3 separate regions of the Sus scrofa genome follow, and regions 2 and 3 are each linked to region 1. A link is a contact called in public HiChIP or PLAC-seq and promoter capture Hi-C data. All regions are on one chromosome and are shown on one strand. Each heading gives the region's core, a stretch centred on a gene start, on an enhancer-like site or on the middle of the called end of the contact. The rest is flanking DNA. Distances are from core to core; before and after follow the strand shown.

Evidence for each region. Promoter capture Hi-C pulls out the DNA fragments that hold promoters and counts their contacts. HiChIP or PLAC-seq counts read pairs in DNA pulled down with a chosen protein or histone mark.
Region 2: a contact with region 1 is called in a promoter capture Hi-C map of liver, with 7 times the contacts expected there. The contact joins the promoter of LOC100738822 here to the promoter of AVL9 in region 1. A contact is called at or near these places in 3 of 5 promoter capture datasets (fetal liver, fetal skeletal muscle and liver), 16 of 47 Hi-C or Micro-C datasets (adipocytes, alveolar macrophages, blood and 9 more) and 2 of 2 datasets of contacts at active chromatin or transcription factors (alveolar macrophages and skeletal muscle).
Region 3: a contact with region 1 is called in an H3K27ac HiChIP or PLAC-seq map of skeletal muscle, with 6 times the contacts expected there. The contact joins the promoter of NT5C3A here to the promoter of AVL9 in region 1. A contact is called at or near these places in 8 of 47 Hi-C or Micro-C datasets (adipocytes, blood, fetal liver and 4 more) and 2 of 2 datasets of contacts at active chromatin or transcription factors (alveolar macrophages and skeletal muscle).

The regions. Positions count from the first base shown.
Region 1 is chr18:40,736,349-40,741,210 of Sscrofa11.1, reverse strand. It overlaps AVL9 (late secretory pathway protein AVL9 homolog), which reads left to right and starts at 2,096. Exons shown (of 16, transcript XM_021079002.1): 1 at 2,096-2,423. The coding sequence starts at 2,331.
Region 2 is chr18:40,395,038-40,399,899 of Sscrofa11.1, reverse strand. It overlaps LOC100738822 (retinitis pigmentosa 9 protein), which reads right to left and starts at 2,349. Exons shown (of 7, transcript XM_003484045.4): 1 at 1,973-2,349. The coding sequence starts at 2,124.
Region 3 is chr18:40,438,685-40,443,546 of Sscrofa11.1, reverse strand. NT5C3A (cytosolic 5'-nucleotidase 3A) reads right to left here and starts at 2,657. Exons shown (of 9, transcript XM_003360167.2): 1 at 2,187-2,657. The coding sequence starts at 2,324.

The DNA of each region.
Region 1 (4,862 bases), core at 847-3,346:
ACAACTCATTAAAAACAATTGTAGGAGTGCCCACTGTGGCACAGTGGTTTAAGAATCCAGTTGCTGGGGAGGCACGGGCTTGATTCCCAGCCCAGCACAATGGATTAAAAGAGCTAGTGCTGCCACAGCTGTGACTCATTTAATCCCTGGCCTTGGAACTTCCATATAGCAAAAGTGTGGCCATTAAAAAAAAAATTATAAAATGTACTATTCTAAACTGTTAAAAGGACCAGTCTGTAATTACAGATGGGAAAAATTCTGGAAACCCCCCTGATTACTTTATCTATCAATTTCCCCAGTAACATATCTTCTTTGTTTACGGCATTTTTTTTTTTTTTTTGGCTACCCCATGGCATATGGAGTTCCCAGGTCAGTGGTCAGATCTGACCCACAGCTGAGGTGATGCCAGATCCTTAACCCATTATGCTCAGCTGGGGATCTAACCTGAGTCCCAGCACTGCAGAGATGTCACTGATGGCGCCATAGCAGGACTCCTAAAGCATTATTTTAAATGACATATTTTTAAACATTTAAGCAACATAATGGTTATGAACAAATGATTTAATCTTAGTTGGAGGCACCAGGATGCAATATGACACAGATTTTTTATAAAGCTATGACTGGGGTCTCCTGTACAATGAATTAAACAATTGGCATTCACTATAGCTACAGAGTCCTAAGATGCCCTGCCTTTATATCTTAAAAAGATGTTCAATTTCACTTTAATTTTAGCTAGGCTAATTTAGAAAATGTCAAGGCAGATGGAAGAAAACAGTAACATATTCTATATACAAGGAATATTATAGTTTCACACACAGTTGAGCCAATGCCATGAATTTTGTAATACCTAAAAGAAATAGTACAACATCTTGAAAATTTTCTTTGATATTTTTATTAGCATTTAAACAGTTCTCCTGAATCTTAGAAAGTATAAGAAGACTGTACTGTCTTTCTCATCTGTACTTAGAGTAGAATGCAGGTCTCAAGGCCAGAAATGGAAGATATCAGTTGTTAGGGTTGTCTAAACTAAGGGATGTGCAACTTGTAATCCCAGCCAGTTATTGTAATAAATTGTGAATTCTATTTGAAGCAGGTACCTAATTCCCAAACTGCCTTGTTCAATCTGTTAGTATTTCCAGTGAAAATTGAACTAGTACAGTCAGTAAGGAAATAAAAGACCCTAGTGCCAAAAGACTCCATATATTTTGGGTTAACTGGGTTTAGGGTACTAAACCCAGAAAAAGACAAAATGAAAACAATGTTGTTTTTTTATTTTTAATTTTTTATTTTGTAGGACTGCAGTACATACGGCATGTGAAAGTTCCCAGGCTAGGGTCAAATCCAAGCTGCAGCTGCCAGCATAGGCAGGATCCCACTGGCATCTGCGAACTACACCACATCTCACTGCAAAGCCTTAACCTACTGAGCAAGTGAACGCGCATCTTCATGGATACTAGTCGGGTTCATTACCACTGAGCCACAACAGGAACTCTGAAAATATTGTTTTTGAAAATAGCAGGACTAGAATAATCATTTTATAGCTCTCCCTGTAAATTTCTCTTATTTTTAAGGATATTTTGCTTCAGGCCTTAAATCGCTTTCAAACTCCTATACATAATATTTAAACAAGGAAAAAACAAAAACCAAAAAACAAGAACAAAGCAAAACAGAAACCCCGGATTAGCAAGTAATTTAAAGCTTGAATACACAGATAAAGAGCCGCACAAATATGCCTGTGTTATCGAAATTTAAAAGGTAGAGGGACTCTAGGCCAGAGAGGTGAAGGAAAGCAAGCGAAGGAATGAGATACCCTGAAAAGAACAAAAAAGAGAAGCAAACTGAGCAAAGAAGTGGGAAGGGGCGGAGATTTCAAGGAGGAAAAAGCGAGGGCAGAGGAGGAGGAGGAGGAGGAAGCGGGCAGAGGTCGCACCTGCGCACGAAGGGCCGGGGCAGGTGTGCGGGGCAGCCCCGTCAGGCCCCGCCCCTCGCCCGGCACCTCCTCCTGGAGCCCCAGCACCGCCCCCAGGCCCCGCCCCGGCCCCCTCAGGCCCCTCCCGGCCCGGCTCAGTCCCGCCTCGCCGGCGGCGGCCGCCGCATCAGGTGACAGCCCGGAAGCAGCGGAAGCGGATGAAGGAAGCGCGGCGGGGGCCGAGGGGGCGGTGCGGAGCTGCAGGAGCCTCGGCCTCCCCTCAGCCCCTGCGCGGCTCTAATGCGGCGCCCGCGCTGACCCCCGAGCCCTGCCGCTCGCCGTCCTCCTGGGGAATCACAGGGACGCTCCGCTGGCCGCCCTCGGCGGTTGAAGTCGCCTTGCGGGCTTGCGGCGGCCGCCCATGGAGAAGGCCGGGTGGAGGGGCGATGGCGTCCCCCGGGGGCCCGTACTGCACATCGTGGTGGTCGGCTTTCACCACAAGAAGGGCTGCCAGGTGAGGAAGGGGCTCGAGCCCGCCCCCGGCCGTTCCGACGTTCGCGCGCCGCCTGCGCCCACTTCCCTCCGCTCTGCTTAGAGCTCCCTGCGTTCCCCTCGGCCCTTCGCCCCTGCACTTGACTCCTCTTCAACTCCTCACCCGACCTTGAAGCCCACCCCCACCCCCCCTTCGTCCTCCTGCCCCTGAAAAATTCAGGAGCCGTGTGTCGACGTGTTGTGGTTGGCAGGTCTCTAGGTTCTTGGGTGGAGTGGGAGGGAGGAAGGAATCGAAGGTCGGCCCACTCTTCCCCATTCATCGGTCTCCACCTGTAGTGGAATCCTTGAGAAAAATTGAGCACTTGGGCTGCGCTTTCAAGGTAATGAGCTCTGGGCTTCCCTACGAGTGCCTCAGGTTGGTTGAAGCACACACGTCGCCGTGGGAAAATCAACTTCCTTTGTTTATCCGTGGAAGCCCTAGAACCCGTCGTGTTAAGGTGGTGTAGACTCCGCCCCCCCTTCCCTTTGGGCCTGGATTTTGCTACTTGATCGTGTCCAGATCTTGCCTTTGGGTGAGAGATTGAACTCTCCGGCTCAGTTGCAGTGAAAGTGTATTTGCTGAGTAAAGAAACGTGAAAACGTGGTCATTTTTAAGCTTTTTCAGTGAAATGGTGAACCGGAACAATAGGACATTTGCAATCTAGATATTGAAGGCAAGAGAACAAAGATAGTAACAGGATTATTTAATCAGAGTAAACACTGGAAGGCAATGATGTCATAATGTGCTAGTGAACAGTACATGGAAATGCTTAAAGTATTAAAAATACTAATTGCTACCACTAGGTAATGTAGCATTTTGCTTCTTGCATTTCACAGAAAAGGAGCATTTGAGAAGACTTTTACTGGCAAAATTTAAGTTCCTTAGAGGATAACAGAAGAGTCATGAAAGGAGTGAAAAGATAGTTGTGTTTGTGTGTATTTTAAAATATAACTTTAAAATATATCGTATTCCTTGTCTCTCAGGTATAAGTGGCATAGACAGATACCCAGGAGGAAGTGGCATTATACAGTGTGGTTTTTAAAAAAAGTTCAAGCAGCAGCCGTAGAATTTAAGTTTTTTAAATGTGGCCTTATATTTAGAGGTAAGAAAATAGGTATTTGAGATTATTGTACCACAGCATGTAAACACAGTGTTCATCATCATTAGATTTTTAATACTTCAAAACTTCAGGAGTTCCTGTCGTGGCGCAGTGGTTAACGAATCCGACTAGGAACCATGAGGTTGCGGGTTCGGTCCCTGCCCTTGCTCAGTGGGTTAACGATCCGGCGTTGCCGTGAGCTGTGGTGTAGGTTGCAGACGCGGCTCGGATCCCGCGTTGCTGTGGCTCTGGCGTAGGCCAGTGGCTACAGCTCCGATTCAGCCCCTAGTCTGGGAGCCTCCATATGCCGCAGGAGCAGCCCAAGAAATAGCAACAACAAAAAGACAAAAGACAAAAAAAAAAAAAAAAATTATAAAACTTCACATCTCTGATGTTGTCACTTTATAACTTACCTTGGACATGGGTGAAGTAACTGAAACTTGGAGGAAGTAAAATGATCTTACTGATCTTACTGAGGTCACGCTGCTAGTCAGACTTAGAATTGCCTTGGCACCATGTGTGTTCATTTCGCTGAGCCACGTGGCATTTAGGAGCCTGAGGATAAAGTAAAAGGTGGGGCCCACTTCACAACCAAACTGGATGGAACTTTCAATGACAAAAAAAAGAGGAAATACTAGTAGGAAATAGAATAAAACTTTTAAATTTTGCTATCATGTGAAGTCAAGATTAATTATTATGTATTCTACTTGTTTTATTGGTGAATGTAATATAATTATGTTCTCAGGAAAAATGATTTATTTTATTGAAACAAAATGCTTAGGGATTGAAGAACACGGAACAGCATGCTCTGGGGTGAAGTAGCACCCTGGATGCCTTTGCCTTTCTCTTCATTAGTCTGGCTTTTGGTTTCTGAGGTAAAGGTGACTGGTTTTGTCAAATGAACATTGAGCTGGGTGGGAGACAGGAGATCTGGATAACAGCTTGGCTTCACAGCTCCGTGACCCCTAGTAAGTCCAAATTGCTTAATTTTTTCTCTACCTCCTTTTCCTCTACCAGATTTCTTATGAGAATTTTAGACTTGGCAAGGATTCCTGGAGATCACCTACTCCTCTTTCCTTACATTTGCATACAGATGAATAAACTGAAACCCAGAAAGGTTAAGTGACTTAAGCATACTTAGGTAGTTAGTGGTAAAACAGATTTTATTCGGAAAAGCTATTGTGACATTGGAAAAGAGACCTCAATATAGAACTGGACAGCTACGCCCACAGCTGCAGCAATGTCTGATGGGGTGGGGGGTATTCAGGGATATAAATCCACAAGGTGATTCACAGAGACAGAGGCAATTATGTTTTAATATA
Region 2 (4,862 bases), core at 1,100-3,599, 340 kb after region 1:
AGTGACCTGAGGAATGGGAGGGGAACTAAAGAGGGCATACAGACCAGGTGGCAAAAGGATCTGAATTCAATTTGCAAAAAAAATCACTACAGGGCTTCCCATTTAACATGTCTGTCTCCCTTTCCCAGACACTCTTTGAGTGACAGTAAAAGAAAAAAAGTTAGAAGCCACAGAGAAGTCCTGAGAGGAGATACAAAGATGGAGACAAGCAGGGAAAGGAAAGAGAACTAAACCCTTGCCTACTAGAGCATGAAGTTAATGGGTAATGTCTATTATTCAACAGAAAAAGAGCAGTATTAGCATGTAATTTAGAAAGAGTTAAATCCCAGGAGAAAAATGAAGTTTCCCCATTGAGGCCCTGGTGGGAGGGAAAGGTGTGGGGAGTGTGTGGGGTGACTGAAGAGGACAGATGGGAACAACTGTTTTTTGAAATTAGACTTTTCATACTATTTGATGTTTAAACTTCCTGAAAATATGGTTCTGGAAATATAAATTTTCATTTCAAAGAAAATAAGACTTTGAACTAGCCAAACTAAATATGACAACAGCCCAGAACTTTAAAAACCTCTGAAAAATCCCACTGGTCTGAGTATCAGACGCCACAGTTTCTCTTTAGTTTTGCTAGTTTACAGGTCAGCCTTGATTCCATTACTTAAGTACTGAACCTGCATTTCTTCATGTGCAAAAGGAGGTTATAATCTCTCTGATATCTGTAAGTGCTCTGTGGACCACAATAAATGTAGAGTATTAACTACCATCAGGCATCCTATAGTTAAGGATATTGAGGGCTGGGTGGGGCCAAGCACTGACCTGATCTTAACCCAGGGAAAGATTTTTGAACACTGGCATTACACAGGCAGCAAAGAGGATCCCAGCATCTCTCGAAGGGAGGGGCCAAGACTGTGGAAGCCAGCAATGAAGCGCCTGTATCCACAACCACTACCTATTGAGGTGAAATTCAGCTCAAGAGCCACAAGGAAAGGAGCAGGCCAGGCTCTGAGCAATGCATTTTGTGTCAAAGCTCCCAAAAGGTTAATGAGAAGGGCAGCCCTTTAAGGACCTTTCCTTACATGATTGTCTCCAAGGTATGAGATATGCCTGAAACAGAAATAGTTCAAATAACTCCGTGTACACCAAACTTAGAAAAAAACTTCTAAAGCTAATTACAGAATGACAGAATCACAGGAAACTGAAAGCGTCATTAATCCAAGCTTCCAGCTGATGTTAAATCTCCTTTACAAGCCACCCTCCTCTCAGTGATTATCTGGATTCTCCTCCAGCCCAAGCAGCTGGGGGAGCCCGTGCCTCCTAAGTCAGGCCACGCTGACCATCAAGAATATATGACCTGGTCCTAATTCTTGTTGTTGAGCCATAACTGGCCTCTCCGTAGCTCCCACCTTTAATCCCGGCAACAACAACAACAACGAAAATCCTTAAGACCTGAGAGAACCTATCCATGCTCTTCCACCTGACAGCTCCTCCCGAATATTTAGGGACCAAGCCCTCACCCACTGCTTATTCCTCACTTCACTAACGTTCCAGGATCGGGCTTTCTTCCCCCTTACTAACAGCAGAAGACGAAAAGAAAGAGGATTTAATCCAGATCATAGAGAGCCCCTGGAACTGAGAAACAGGAAAGGAGCAAGGCGCTCAGCCGCACTTGCCTGCGGCCCGTCCCCAGTCCCGCCCGAGGGCATAACAGCGCCTCTGAGCACATCGACGTCGCCTCTCCAGGAATAAAGCCATCGCCTCGTTGGGGAAGGGCGCGACCTCCGCCCCCGCGCGCCGGAGGCCGGCCTCGGGGTAGACCCTCCCCCGTGGAGGGTCGGCTGGAAGTCGAGGGTCACGCCGCCCGGGGTCTCAACCGGCGCCCGGCTCTCTGGGGGCCGACGGGCCCAACGAGCCCATTCCCGGGTCTCCGAGCGCCCCGCCTACAGCGCCAACTCCGCGCCGCGCGACCCCAGGGACTCACAAGGACTCCAGGTGCTTGAGTTGCTGCAGCTGCTGCGCGTCGTGCCGCCGCCGTTTCTGCTCCCGGCGTCGCTGCAGCTCCTGCTCCTGGGGCTCCCGCGGTCGCCGCGCGCCCCCGGACCTGGGGTTGTCGCTCCCCGGCCCGGACGACATCGTCGCCGAGGCGGCCCCGCGCGGCGAAGCCAGCACTTCCTCCGCGTCGTGCACGCCTGGATCCGCAGCGCCCCCTCTTGCCGCCACTCCGCTGTTGGCCAGGCGGCCAGGTGTCCCTTCGGAGGCTGCCTGCACCCCGCCACCCGACAGGCCCGCGCAGTAGCATGTCTGCTCTAAGTGCCAGGCGCTGGCGTCAGGTCCCCGGGTGCGGGCGTCCGAGCGCGCCTCCTGGCGGCGGCTGAGAGCCTCGGCGCTGAAGACGCTGTGGCAGGAAGCTTAAGAAAGAAAAATGTTGAACCAATAATTACTCACATATTAGAATTTCATATTGTACAATACAGGGAATGTAGCCAATATTTTGTAATAACTAAATGTAGCGTAACCTTTTAAGCTGTATAAAAATTAAAAAAATAAAAAAGAATAAAAAAGCAAATACTCAAATATTTTTGTATGTTAATGCTTTAAAAACATTTCAATTATGCTCACTTCTATGAAGACATCCAGGGTTACCTGTTCCAGTGGTTGGCCAGGAAGTCTTCACAGGGGAAGGGGCATTTCAGGAGAGGCTTAAAGGGTGACTAGGAGCTGGTGGAGCAAAGAAGAAAGGAAAGTATTCCAGGAGGAAGGGCAACCCATGGAAGAGTACTTTATGTACAGGAGAGAGAGAGAAGGCCAATGTGGAGCTGGAACCTGGAAAGCAAGGAGCAGAGCCTTGAGATGAAGCTGGAGAGGCAAACCAGATGAGGTTATCAAACCCTGTGAAGGACCTGGATCCCAATGCTAAGTGTGGTAGGAAGGTAATGAAGAAGATACAGGTGAAATTTACTATCAGATTTGAGTTTTAAACAGACTTCTCTCCATGCTACATGGCACTACACTATGTGATGCCACGCATGTTCTACACCTGTTGATGTGCCAAATCTTTCTATATGACTGACATTGTTCGTTCCACAAATATTTATTTGGACTGAGAAGTGCTGTGTTCATGTTTTTCAAACTGTGAGTCAAGAGTCATTAGAGAATTGTGAAATCCACTTAGGGAATTGCCAGCAATTTTTTTTTGTTTGTTTGTTTGTTTTTTTTGGGCTGCACGCGAGGCACGTGGAGGTTCCCAGGCTAGGGGTCTAATTGGAGCTGTAGCTGCCGGCCTATGCTACAGCCACAGCAAAGCCAGATCCAAGCCTCATCTGCGACCTACACCATAGCTCATGGCAACGCTAGATCCTTAACCCACTGAGCGAGGCCAGGAATCGAACCGCAACCTCATGGTTCCTAGACAGATTCATTTCTGATGCGCCATGATGGGAACGCCAATATTTTAAACAATGAAATGAAACAGAAAAGAATAGAAAGTAGAAATATCAAAGTGCACTACACATACATACATTAAGATATCCTTTCCAAACTTATTTTGTTCCATGGTTAAGGCGGAAAAAAAAGGAAAAGATTGAGATCTGTATTTTAATTATTAAACAGTCTAACATGCTTAACATAGTGCCTGGCACATATTATAGCTCTTGAGTGATTGGATCAATAAATCAATGACCTTTTTGACGGGTATAGTCCTTTATGTATCTAATATGTACTGATTTCTTTTTCTGCCACCCATGTGGCATATGGAAGTTTCTGGGGTCAAGGAACTAATCCAAACCGGAGCTGTGACCTATGCCACAGCTGCAACAATGCCAGATCCTTAACTCACTGCACTGGGTGGGCATCCAACTGGTGTCTCCACAGAGACAAGCTGGATCATTACCCACTGTGCCCAATGGGAAATCCTAATATGAGTTTAAGAAAATAAAATGGGGAGTTCTGGTTGTGACTCATTGGGTTAAGAACCCGGCTAGTATCCATGAGGATTTGGGTTCCATTCCGGCCCTCTCTCAGTGGGTTAAAGTATCTCGAGCTGACGCAAGCTGTGGGGAAGGATCTGGAATTGCTATGGCTGTAGCAGGACAGCTCTGATTTGATACCTAGCCTGGGAACCTCCATATGCCAAGTGTGAGGGCCCTAAACCGATCCCCCCCAAAAAAAAACCCAACAAAAAAACACCTGGATTAGGGGAAGCTCTGCTCTAGGGTGGCTCTGCTGGGGTTGGGAGAGGATGGCCTCAGTCATGTGCCTGGTGGGGCAGAGGAGATGACCTACCAAATGATTATAAGCTTTCGGAAGCTTCTCTTTTCACAGGGAGGGTTTTATAATTAAGAATTACATTTCTTAGGTTGAAATATAAATTAATAATTCAAGGTAATTTTTCATTTATTTTCAGACAATATTTTATTCTATTATTCTATTATTTTAAAAACTTTAATTCTAATTACAAGGGTAATACACAGCCATTGAAAAAATACTGAGGACATTGAAAATGCAAAGGAAAAATTAAATGACAAGTAAGTCCATTTAATAGCCATTGTTAATATTTTTATGAAAAGTCCTTCAAATATTTTTCCATATTTTTATTTATAAAAATGTATCAAATGATAGTTTTAGAAGACTTTTCCTCAGCTATATTATGAACAATTTTTTCAAGTCAAAATGTTTCAATAATTTGAATTTTAATAGTGGAATAGTATTTTGTCATAATTTGCCTAAGTTTTATTATTGGCAACCCAAGTAATTTCCAATTTTTATAACCAACGTTGTGGAGGCCTAATGTAATCAAAATTAACAATGTTGAGGATTTTCATGAAATTGTTCTGTTTTCAGGAAGTGTAATTATCTAGAGTTACATTTTCTTT
Region 3 (4,862 bases), core at 1,408-3,907, 300 kb after region 1:
CTTTATAAAATACAGTTTTAAACACACAACTATCCTGTTTAAAAATCTTTCATGGCCCCCCATTGCCTACAAAATAATGGGCAAATTCTTAAAATGGCTTTACAAGATTCATTTACAATTTGGCCTCTCTGTCCACATTCCCTGTCGATTTCTTCCAAATACACATCTAAATATCATGCTGTAACCACAATACTATTTGCTTCCATGCCTGAATTAATGTAACATATTATGTATATATAAAGATTGACTTCTGAATGACAAATAATGGGCCTTCATTATTTTTCACAAAGATGGCAAAATGTTCTTACGATGGCTTCACTGTGGATTGTGTAAAGGAACTTATTTTTATCTCTACTTGGTTTAGAGGAGCCATGATAGACCAATTCACAGTCTAAGTACATACAGGAAGGTATAGCAGTTAGGTTTCTTTTCCCACATACGTATTACACATTTTTTGGTCTGGAGCAAAAGGAAGCCACTCAAGTTTTCTATGCAGGATGGCAACATAAAACAAAATGAAATTTTGGAGCAAAATAAACAAAATGAAATTTTTTTTTTTTTTTTTTTTGCTATTTTAGGGCCACACCCACGGCATATGGAGGTTTCCAGGCTAGGGGTGTAATCAGAGCTGTAGCTGCAAGGGATCCAAGCCATGTCTGCGACCTACACCACAGCTCACAGCAACACCAGATCCTTAACCCACGAGGCAGCCAGGATCAAACCTGCAACCTCATGGATCCTTGTCGGGTTTGTTAACTGCTGAGCCATGATGGGAACGCCAAAATGAAATTTTTGATGTTTGCCGCTATGAGCATAAAGATGGAGCAAAGACTGTGTAATACTAACTCAAGACTAATTTAATTCCAGCAATAAACAAAACTTAGGAATATTATTGGCATATGAGACATGCAAGAGTTAACTTTTTTTTACTTTTATTTATGGGAAAATATTCCTGTTTTCAACCTAAGGCCAATAGCAAACAACAAATAGTTTCTTTGATCAATGAGGACATATGACTGAAGCTAAGTATTTTAAGTATACAAACCTGAAGTGATATTATTTAAATCTGTCAAAAATTGTTAACCCCAGAAGTCCCCGCATGCACTACATTATCAGGCGTAAACATGGGACTATTCACTCCAGTAAATATATCAGAATGCAACTCACTGAGGAAATTGTCTTGATGGGACCTAATTAAAACACAAAAATGGGAGTTCCTGTTGTGGCTCAGTGGGTTAAGAACCCGACGAGTATCTGTGAGGATGTGGGTTAGGACCCTGACACCACTGCTCAGAGGGCTAAGGTGGCAGGTGCGGTTGCTATGGTTGAGGAGTAAGTAGGCCCACTGCCACAGTTCCTCCGATTTGACCCCCAGCCTGACAATTTCCACATGCCTCCGGTGCAGCCCGAAAAAGACAAACAAAAAACCCTGCAGAAATAAAAACATCCCCACTGTTGGAGCATTATAATACAGTACCTCAAACGGGGTTCTTCAAACACTTTTTTTTTAGGCATGTGTAAGTTCCCCGGCCAGGGAACCCCAGCCTTAGCAGCCACCGGTCCGCTGCACTGACAATGTCAGGCCCTTAAATCGCTGAACCACAAGGGAACTCCCAAACACTCTAATACTAGAAATAAATTTCAAAAACGTTATGTAAAAGGTTTGGGGGTGGTGGTAAAAAAATGAACACAAATACTTTCCGGCAGTTTGGGACACGAAGGAATAACATTCAAATAGAAAACTATTCTGAACTCCAACCAGCATTCCTCTAATCACCCACTGAGGAGTTACATCCTTTCATAATGGAACTCATCCTCGCCACGGTGCAAAAACAACTCAGTCGTAACTGGGCTGCAGCAACGGTCTGCGCAGGACGGAGGAAGGAGGGAGAAACCTGCCCAGAAAGTTCCGCTTATTTCTAGAAAAACACGAGGGGCGCCTCGGGAGGTAGCCCGTTTCACACATTAGCTGCCTTTTTGTTTCAAATGGAGACGAAACAAAGCCCACGGGAAGCCTCGTGCCGCCGCTGAGGGTCCAGACCAGGTCACCGCAGGGTCGCCGCACGCGGGGCGAAAGGGTCCCCTGAAGGCCCCTCAAATTCCAGCAGCGGCCGCCGCGGGAAGGCGAGGCCGGAACAGACCACCGCGGCCCCCCAAGCGCTCCGGCGAGGAGCCTCGATACTCACCATCTCGATGATCTTGGTCTTCCGGCCCGTCTTCCTCCTCAAGGTGAATATGTACTGGGCCAGCACCACCCCTGCCACCAGGGCGCACACGCTGGCGCTCGCTACCGCGCCCACCCTCGCCACGGCCGCTCGGTCCATGGACGGGTCCTCCTGTGCCTCCCGCTGCAAGAGAAGAGGTCGCTGGACGGCTGCAGGCCTCAGAGCCGCAGGCTGGCGGAGAAGCCTGGACCCCCGGCCTGGCCCCGCCCCCCAGGAAATCCCCGCCCCAATGGAAAGCCCCGCCCACAGACGCCTGAGCCGGGGAACCCAAGGGGGCTAGGGAGCCTGGTCTGCGTGGGAGGCCGAGGAGGGAAGCTTGTCTTCTCAGAGACAAGCGGTTGAAGAATTGTGCAAGGACAGAAAAGGGGAATTGTATTAATTCTCTCTCTGCTAATGAGGGCCAGGCAGTGGTTCATTCCAGCCCTGCCCGATAGAAATCTGATTGCAAACAAGGTACACCGGTAAAAAAATCCTCCGCCCTCCTGAGACCTCAGGACTACAACCCCCAGAAGGCATGGCGGCTCAGCAGTCTGATTTGCGCAGTAGCTTGGCTTTAAAGTGCTACGACAAACTGCAGGGTGCAGTAAAGGATAAAACAGTAGAAAGGCGACCTATAGAATGTGAGAAAAAAAAATTGCAAACCGTGTATTTGATAAGGAGTTAACACCCAAATTATATTAAAGACTCCTGTACGTGAAGAACACAACAACAAAAAACATCTCCATTAAAAAATAGACAATAGATGTAGTTCCCCTTGTGGCTCAGCGGGTTAAGAACCCAACTGGTATCCATGAGGATACAGGTAGATCCCTGGCCTCACTGAGCGGGTGAAGGATCTGGCCTAGCGGCAAGATGCGATGTAGGTCACAGGTGTAGCTCAGATCTTATGTTGCTGTGGCTGTGGTGTAGGCTGGCAGCTCTGGCTCAGATTCAACCCCTGGCCCAGAAACCTCCATGTGCTGAAGGTGCGGCCAAAAAAGAAGCTTATGAAAAGATACTCAATATCACTAACCGTTAGGATCACTAATCATTAGGAAGATGCAAATCAAAACCACATCAAGATATCAGTTCATACAAGTTAAGATGATCATTGTCAAAAAAAAAATGTAAAGTTAAAAGTGTTGGTGAGAAGTTCCCTGGTGGTGCATGTTAAGGATCTGACTATGTCACTGCTGGTGCAGGTTTGACCTCTGGTGAAACAATGTCCACATAGCGCAGATGTGGCAAAAAAAAAAAAAAAAAAAAGTGCTGCTGAGGATGTAGAGAATTGAAACCCTTGTGCACTGTAGGTGGAAATGTAAATTGGTGTAGCCACTGTGGAAAAAGCGCGGAGGTTCCTCAAAAAAATTAAAAACAATTATATGATCCAGTATTCAGAAGAAGTTAAAAGCAGGTACTCAAATTTAAGCTCTCCCATGTTCACTACAGCGCTATACGTAATAGCCAAGCCATGGAGACAACCTAAATGCTCATTGACAGATAAATGCACAAAGAAAATGTGGTAAATGTGATACCTACATCAAATGAATACTATTTAGCCTTTAAAACAGGGGAGTTCTGCAGAATTTGACAATACAGATGATTCTTGAGGACATCATGCTAAGATAAATAAGACATTCATTAAAAAGACAAATGCTGCATTATTCCATTTATATGAGGTAGTTGAACTCAGAAACAGAAAGAGTGGTGGTGGAGGGTTCTGAGGAAGAGGAAATGGGGGAGTCTTCAGCGAATGTTGTTTCAGTTTTGTAAGATGAAAAAGTTCTAGAGGTCTGTTACAGAACTATGTGTCTATATATATGTGTATATATATATATATGTATATATATATTTTAAGGGCCACATATGCATCATATGGAAGTTCCAAGGCTAAAGGTAGAATTAGAGCTGCAGCTTTCAGCCTATGCCACAGCCACATCAATGCTGAATTTGAGCCATGTCTGCCACCTACACCACTGATCACAGTAACCCTGGATCCTTTAACCCACTGAGTGGCACCAGGGATCAAACCCGCATCCTCATGGATACTAGTCAGGTTCTTAACCTGATGAGTCACAGCGGGAACTCCCTTATATGCCTATCCTTAACACTACTGTACTTTACCTTTTAAAATAGATACATTGGTAAATTTTATGTGTTTTATACAACTCACGTTAAAAAAAATTGCTATGACAACAGAATAAAGATGGAGCAAGGAGGTGTTTGTCCTTTTCCCGTTACATCCCAATCAATCATTGCCTCTTCCATCATTTCCCCTTTATGAGTAGCAGGACTTGTTCTCACTGGCCCGGTCTCTTTCAAGGGATTGACGCAGTTTCTCCTGCCTTTCTGCGGGGGTGAGAGAGAGAGGGGATGCAGGGGAGCTACTCAGGGGAATCCCTCCAACTCTGTGGAGCTGGTGGTGCTACCTGGGGAGGCTCTCTCTTTGCTCAGGATATGGGACAAGTTGGAGCAGGAGAACCAGAGGAAGAAGTGAGGATTGCTTTTCTCTGTACCCTCAGCTCTTGTTCTAGTTGTTGCAGCCCTGGGATCCTGGCAGGGGTTTTTCTTCAAGGGAAATTTGTGGAGAGATAATTCTTAGAAAGGTTGGATAGGGCTCACCTGAGCAAGCACCAGGTAAGAAAACAAGTCTGGATT